2 separate regions of the Mus musculus genome follow, and region 2 is linked to region 1. A link is a contact called in public HiChIP or PLAC-seq data. All regions are on one chromosome and are shown on one strand. The core of a region is the stretch at or near the end of the contact, and the rest is flanking DNA. Distances in the headings are between cores, read along the strand shown.

Region 1 (3,888 bases), core at 460-2,959:
GAGTGGACTCCAGGAATGCAGGAGCATAATGAAATTTGTGTTTTGTATCAGCAAGGCTAGGATGGTTTGTCACACAGCAACAGACTTAAAAATGGGGGAGGAGGTATCTGGGGCTGGTTGGAGGATGAGGGACCTCGCTACTGTGGTGGCCACTGTGTGTGTGTGTGTCCTTCCCTCTGTCCACTGACTTCAGAAGCCATCAGATGGTAGCTACTTCTCTCTAGCATGCTATTCTGAGGAGAACCCCAGAACCTGCACAAACCTGAAAGTCACACGCAAGTGAAGGTCTGGGATCTTCCCTGAGACTGTTCAAGACACAATGAGAGAGTTGGGCGGTACTCAGTGGCATTTTCAGGGTTCCTGGTGTTGAAAAGGCTGAGGGGTAGTGTGCTCCTTGGGCACATTTCACATGTCACCCTCCGCCAGTGCTACTCAGGACTTCACTGGAAGCTACCAGAAGGGTTGTTGTTCCCACTTTCTGGTGGCTGACCACACATGGATGATAGGGCAGGACTTTGGACTACACCCATGACTCAGAATCTTACATCCTTAGCTCTAGGGAGGATCCCTAAGGGGGGATCTGTGCTACTTTTCTTGTTGCTGTGAGAAAGTACTCAAGGGGTGGGGGAGGCAACTCAAGAACGGGCTCACAGTTAGAAGGTATAGGGTATAGTCCATCATGGCAGCAGGAGCGTGGCGCAGCTGGGTACATTGTGCCCAGCCTCAGGAAGGGGGGGGAGGGGAAGGGGAGGGGGAGGGAGAGAGAAATATGAGGTGAATCCTGGTTCTCTGTTCACAGAGAGCCCTCTAAACTGCACAGATCTGAAAGGTCACACGCAAAGGTCTGGGATCTTCCCGGAGGCTGTCCCAGATATTGCAGCAATGGTCAGAGAAGAGCAGCCCTCACTAGCCAGTTTCTCCTCACCGATTTTTTTTTTTTAATTCCTGGACCCCAGCCCGTGGACCATTGCTGTGCACATCTAGGGCTGGTCTCACTAAAGCTCTGGAAACACAATCTAGAAATTCCTATAGGCATACCCAGAGGTTTATCTCCTGATTGTAAATCCAGTCACATTGACAGTGTTAGCTGTCACAGTGACTTAGGGCTGGAGGCTCTAGGTGGCCATCCTTAAAATGTCTCTGGTCTTGAATGGAGACCATTGAACTTCAGTTTTGTTTCCAGCCACCAACGCTACCACTGATATTTTCTCCTTCTGATAATTTGCAAAAGGAAGGGAGAATCAACTCCCAAGTCCTTCATTAAGACAGGCTTAATGGTGATACACGGACTACACTCAAGAATGGTGCCAGGGTTGGCGTGGTAATAGGCAAATATGGGCAGTCTTCAAGCTGGGCCGGGAATGAGTGGGGCACATGAGAGCTTCCTACCCTTGTGTGGAGCGAGGTCCCCAGAGAATCTGATCAGTCAGGGTGTGCGTGGGTGGGGACGAAGGGCAGAGAAATTCTGTTTTCTGGCAATTGTGCTGGGTTGTGAAGTGCGTTGATCATTAGCTTACTCAAGTTGATTCGTTCCAGGTGGCACAGCATGTGAGAGACAGGGCGGGAAGGGACGAGCATCCAAGTCCTCACCTCGGGGCGGTCCCGCGGGGGTTCCAGCAGGGGGCGCCCCGAGCTCCGGGCCGAGTGTCCGGGCGCGCCTCCAGCCGGCGCCTGGGACCGGGCTGGCCGCTCCGCCCCCTCTGCTCCTCGGCGGCTCTGCGGGCGGACGCCGGGCGCAGGGAGCAGAGCAGAGCGGAGCGCCGCGCACCCCGCCGCGCCCCGGTGCACGTCCAGCTCTCCGCACATGCAGCGCAGCCTTTCGCCGTGAGTAGCGCCCGGGCCGCGGGATTCGACGGCAGCAGTGGCTGGGGTGGTCGGGCATTGCCTGTCTAGGATATAGCCGTTCTGTGGTTTGTGCGCTGGGACGGCACCCGGAGGCCAGTCTGCAGGCTACTACTACCTCGGGGTGCCTCCTAAGCTTGACACTCTGGTCCCAGAGACGGGATGGGGATTGACGGACAGAGGCCTGACATCTGGGCAGGAGAATGGAAACAACCATGCATCAAGTTTGGCCCCCTCAAAAGTCCCCAATAGGAGAGAAACAAGCCCAGCCTCTGTGGGCTCACACCTCCTCCTCCCCGCCTCAGCCCGGGAGGTTGCTTCCTGTGAAATGAACCTCCAGTGTGGCCTAACAGCTGCGGGCAGGTGGAGGGACACTCCCTGGTTCCCTGTCATCTAAAGGTAGCTGGGGGCAGCTCTTTTGGTTTCTGACACTAGTTCCCAACTAACTGGCTTGGCATCCTAGGGGAATTTTGTTGACTAAAAGTGGCTGGTACCTTGACTGCTTCAGAGTTGGGTTCAAAGCCCTCCCTGTCTCCACCTGCCCGCCGGTTAAGTTTTTGGCATCTAAAGTCATGGTATTGATAGACCAGTAGCTGTCTTTGGAGGCTTGACTGAAGTGTCAGGAATGGGTGGGTATCTGTTGCCCCGGGACAACAAACTACCTGCTGGAGGGAATAAACCAGCCAACCCTGACAGCTTCTCTAGAGCCTTCTATTCTGTTAGATGTGGGGGGCAAACAGTCCGGCTGCCCAAAGAAGCTGAACCTTTTATTAAAAGACTGAGTTTTTCTCATGTCAACTCAGGGAGGTGGCTGACCTTCTGAGCCCCAACATCCTTATCAGGGATCATCCAAAGGGGTTCTGTGATGCTAGAGTCTCCTCCCTTCTGCTGGCACTGCTGGCAGTTTCCCCAGACCTGAGTCTGAGGATTCTTCATGTGTGTGTGTATGTGCGCACGTGTTCCAAACCACTGCCTGTCCCTGCCAAACTTGGGCACCTTCTCCTTGGAACTGTTCTCCCAGAAGCCACTGGCTTTCCAGTCCTGAGCCATCCATGGAGGAGTTGTGTGGGTATCAAGAGAAGCCCTGGGAAGTTTGATGGCCTAGCTGTGCCATGGTGGAAAGGTCCCTTTCCCTCTCTGGACCTCAGATTTCTCCTTTTGTCTAACAAGTGACTTAGACCCGATCCCAGTGGGTTCAGACTTTTGTTTCAATGTTAAGTTTTTACCCCAAACCCCAGTCCACAGCAAGGATACCGTGGGATGGGAGTGCTCTGTATCACTTCCTCAGCCTGCTGACTTCTGAGGAAGAGAGTAAACTGGAAAGGTAACTGGGAGGTCCCTTTCTGTGGGGTCCCAGGAGGTCTATGTTACCTCCTAGAGTGTTGCTTGCCATTAAGGCCATGGGTAGGAAGGAGAATTCCCAGGGCCCCCTTGGGAGGATTGTTCACATCCAGATGGGTGTCATCTTTGCAAGGTAGCCTGAGTCTCGGGTCAAAAGGCATAGTCATGTGCCTTGCCTCTGATATGTGGTTTTCAGCTTCTCAAAATTGGTGGTTATAACTCTACCTTCGAGTTACTGCACTTGACTCTGAGAATTTATCAATTGAAATGAGAATTGCTCTTGTGGAGGTGTGATGGGAGGGTGATGAGCTGCCACGGGTGTTTCATTTCGTATGGAGTATCTGAGCTGTAGCCATGAGCAAGAAGCCTGGGCCCTAACTGGAAATTACCATCTTATATTACCTTATAGTACCTGCTTATGTTAGCTACTCCCTAGGGGACAGAGGTGAGAATATTACACCCTTTGCCTTAGTGAGGCTCCAAAAGCATTTCACATATGTCATCTTACTTATAAGAAAGATCTTTCTTAGGGTGTTGGAGAGATGACCCAGTGGTTAAGAGCACTGGCTGCTCTTCCAGAGGACCTGGGTTCAGTGTTCAGCACCAACATGGTGGCTCATGATCATCTGTAACTTCAGTTCAGAGGATCTGATGCCCTCTTCTGGCCTCTTTGGGCACCGCAGACATGTGGTGCATAGACAAACA
Region 2 (3,888 bases), core at 817-3,316, 400 kb after region 1:
GTAATAAAAATAACCGAAATTTAAGCAGTTTTTAGACATGAATTAGTTCATATTTCATAATAGTTTGAAAAGATGCCTTGGGAACAAAGTATTCTAGTAATTTTAGTATTCTTTTCCTAACTCTTCATTTCTACATTCAGCTACTGTTTACAAAGATTAGAGTTGACTAGGTCAGATATCAGTGAATTATTTGTTTAGTATTTTTAATCTATTACCTTTATATGTCTACTTACACAAAACTCCTAATTTTAATTTGTGCTTCTTTTCAACTGCAATAATATACCACATGTAATACCATTTGGTAGGAAAGGGAACAGGATGGGAAGGGAGAAACAGTACTTAACAAACAAGAAACTGAAACTTAGTTTCTATATGAAAATCCTGGGAAGATCTTCACTTTTATTGAAATCTTCATTTATCTGTTTCATGCTAATTGGATTGTCTCAAGGAGCGGGGGCCTGTGCCGCCAGACCACAACTTTTTTTTTTTTTTTTTTTTTTTTTTTTTTTTTTTTTTGGTTTTTCGAGACAGGGTTTCTCTGTGTAGCCCTGGCTGTCCTGGAACTCACTCTGTAGACCAGGCTGGCCTTGAACTCAGAAATCCGCCTGCCTCTGCCTCCCGAGTGCTGGGATTAAAGGCGTGCGCCACTATGCCCAGCCAGACCACAACTTTCACAGTATATGTTTTCTCTTTGGAGGCTCTGCTTATTTCAGAATTAAGAAGAGCTGCCTACAAGGATACCAATCTTCAGAGGGAAAGGAATTTAGCCTCTGTCATGTGGCTTCAGTCCTCTGTGATGATCAAAGGACATAGTACAGACTTGGTGCAACCTTTCTCCTGTTTTAAAGGTAGCTATCAAAATCTTTTCCACCCCAGTACTAGAGATGACCCCAGGACTATCCACATACTTGGCAAGGACATTGCCTAAAACAAGTCTGCATAAAACAAGGAGGAAAATAGAAAGATCTGAGAGGGGTCTCTGTAGTCTCCAAGGAGATTTACAAATTAGTGACATGTAGCAGGAAGTGACAAGTGTTCCAGAAGCTAGAAGTTAGTAGAGATTACTCCCCGTAGCTGGAGTTAGGAGAAGGAAATTTTCATGATAACTCATAAGGAAGGAAAGGGCAGGGCAAGACTCTCAGTAAAGGAAAATAAAGACAAAAACTGTAAGCAAGGACAGGAGAGATGGTGCAGTTGGTTAAACACTTATTACATACTCTAAGGACCTGAGTGTGATCCCCTATACCCATGCAAAAGGCTAGGGTGTGTGTGTAGCCCCAGACTTGGGGAGGCAGAGAGAGAAGGATCCCTTGAGCCAGCCTTAACCTAAATTACAAGTCCCAGCAAGAGAGCCTGTCTCAAAAACACAAGGTACCAGAGCAATGCTATCCAAACAATTATGAACTCCATACACATGTGCACGCACATGAACATATATGGGCAAAACCAAATGTAAGCCTCAGAATATCTTATAACACAAACCATAAAGGGGTGAGGAGGGCTTCACAGTTGAGTGTGGTGGCTTACAGCTGTAACTCCAGCATTTGGGAGGCTAAATCCTAGGCTCCTATAGAGTAAGGTCAAGACCAGCCTGAAATTTTAGCAAAACTTTGTCTTAAATTAAAAAATTAAAAAAAAAAAACGGACTGGGATATAATTTAGTAGTGTTTGCTGAGCATGTCCGGGGCGCTGGGTTTGATTCCTACTACTTGGGGGTAGAAGTGTAGGAAAAGCTGAAGTAAAAATGCTTAATAATCAAATATACACACAGCTTAATAATCAAATATATAAACTTTTTTTCCTTTGAACCCTATCAACCAGTCTAGCAATCAGAAACTGATGTACAAAGAAATTCATAAAACTACACCGGGAAATTATACAATTCCCCAACTCAGAGAAATCTGTTTCTCTGTATTAGTTAAGGTATAATAGAAATACTAATTTTAACCAAAGCTTCATGATCTCACAACAGTCATCAGCTCCTTTGGGGTATTTATATGGCAGTGTAATTTTGCAGGGTGGTTCCCTGGCATTCTGTTCTCAAGCCCACAAATGTAGCACTAATGTGACCCGTGCAGCTGCAGCTTCCTTCCTGCATTTCAGAAGCTCTGGGTAGCCACACACTTACAGCTCTGTTTAACCGCACACAAAAGACTGGCAATTGGCCAAGAAGCTTCTGCCACTCCTGGGTATATGCTAATATTTCCTAAATCAACTTGTCCATGAAATTATGTCTACTACCTTAGTACACTATAGCAATGTAAAGGAAATTAAATTCCAATGTCTAGTTAACAAAACTGCAAAGCCACTAAAATATCTAACAGATGTTCTTATAGCACCCTATGAAAATAATTTAATTCCATTAAGCTGATCCTTAAGATTTCCTCAAAGACTTACCATTCCCTTAGAATTTTACCAACAGCAAGAAGAGCAACAATGATTTGTTATAGTATACAGATTTAACTGTATTTACAAAGCTTCCTTTTGAACATCCTCTGCACACTAACTGATATCAAGAATGAATGCTGTCAGCACCTGCACCACACAGAATGGCATGACTTATGACTATGATAGGGAGATAAAGACATTCAAGAATGACCTGAATTTCTGCTGTCTCTAAAGCAAAAGTAGTTATAAACACAGAACACCTGATTCTATAAAACAAGAAGCTGTACCATTCTTGGATTAATGGGGCAGGGATTAATGGAGGGCTAGGATGTGAGTCCGGGTAGAGGTTTATTTAAGGCCAGGGTTCAAGCAACAGCAGCCAACTGAGCTAATGCTTAGCTGTTATGAAAAGGAGTACTCGGGCTGGAGAGATAGCTCAGCCGTTAAGAGCACTGAATGCTCTTTCAGAGGTTCTGAGTTCAATTCCCAGCAACCACATGGTGGCTTACAACCATCTGTAATGAGATCTGATGCCCTCTTCTGGTGTGTCTGAAGACAGCTACAGTATACTTAACATATAATAAATAAATCAAAAGAAGAGAAAAGAAAAGAAAAGAAAAGAAAAGAAAAAGAAAAGAGAAGAAAAGAAAAGAAGTACTCCACATCAGCAAGCAACAGTAGTGAGCACTGCCCTGTGTGTGAACATCTCAGAAAATACTAATTTTTACAAAAATCTTCATCTGCCTCTAAGTTTCTCTCCCTTCTATCTTTTCCAGGTCTGACCACTAAACGAGTAGGTGTTTGAATGACTTAAACCTTTTACAGATTTATTCAATAGTTAAATGCCAACTATGCTAAACCTGTAAAACATTAAAAGACCTGAAAAAGCACTGGTTTAATTTTCTTCCCTTGGCTGGACATCTTCCCACAGACAGTGTGAGAAAGGACTAGCACGCCCTTCAACAGAAAGTGTGGTTCTCAGGGATGCCTGGAAACAGGCAAGGCAACACATGCACAGTGCTCAGGAGGCTGAGGTAGGAGCCAGCCTAGACCAAACAGCAAACTCTGTCTCAAACCACTTACCAAAAGCAAATCAACAAACAGGGATATTTGTACTTTAAATGCCCATTCCTGCTCAGTATTGCCCTCATGTAAAATTCAAGGACTGTTGAGCAAATACATAACTCTAAAGGATCTTCTAAACACCCCCCTCAATGTCAGCAGCCCTTAGAATTGAAAGTAAAGGTGAAAAATTATTCATCATAATTTATGATGAGAAAGAAATCTGCTTCACTCAAAAGTTAAAACTATAAACATCTCTGCATATACTACATGGGTAACAAATTGTTGAACACTGCTTGTAGCCTAAATAATTTGCTCCTAAACAGTCACAAAATAGACAGGACTTTACTACCATTTATATGACACAGACACATACATTATATTACAAGGAGCCACACGGTTCACAATCTATTCTTTTTTGGACATAGGATCTAGCTT

What was found. HiChIP or PLAC-seq counts read pairs in DNA pulled down with a chosen protein or histone mark.
Region 2: an H3K27ac HiChIP or PLAC-seq map of stem cell-derived neural progenitor cells shows a contact between it and region 1, with 5 times the contacts expected there. The contact joins the enhancer-like site here to the promoter of Dapk2 in region 1. A contact is called at or near these places in 12 of 39 promoter capture datasets (the HPC-7 cell line, the SN4741 cell line, cranial neural crest and 8 more), 1 of 15 datasets of contacts at CTCF or cohesin (large pre-B cells), 3 of 484 Hi-C or Micro-C datasets (embryonic retina, embryonic stem cells and liver) and 2 of 115 datasets of contacts at active chromatin or transcription factors (large pre-B cells and stem cell-derived neural progenitor cells).

Annotation. Positions count from the first base shown.
Region 1 is chr9:66,156,517-66,160,404 of GRCm38.p6, forward strand. It overlaps Dapk2 (death-associated protein kinase 2), which reads left to right and starts at 1,710. Exons shown (of 12, transcript NM_010019.3): 1 at 1,710-1,824.
Region 2 is chr9:66,558,370-66,562,257 of GRCm38.p6, forward strand. The region is part of intron 3 of Usp3 (ubiquitin specific peptidase 3); the gene reads right to left. Among named protein-coding and RNA genes, the nearest start is that of Usp3, 33 kb to the right of the region's middle. Within about 2 kb of position 2,067, at least 71 of the 459 cell types and tissues checked have an H3K27ac peak or open chromatin away from gene starts, as enhancers often do. A contact at or near this core is called in the HPC-7 cell line, liver, pre-B cells and 1 more, where this site is marked.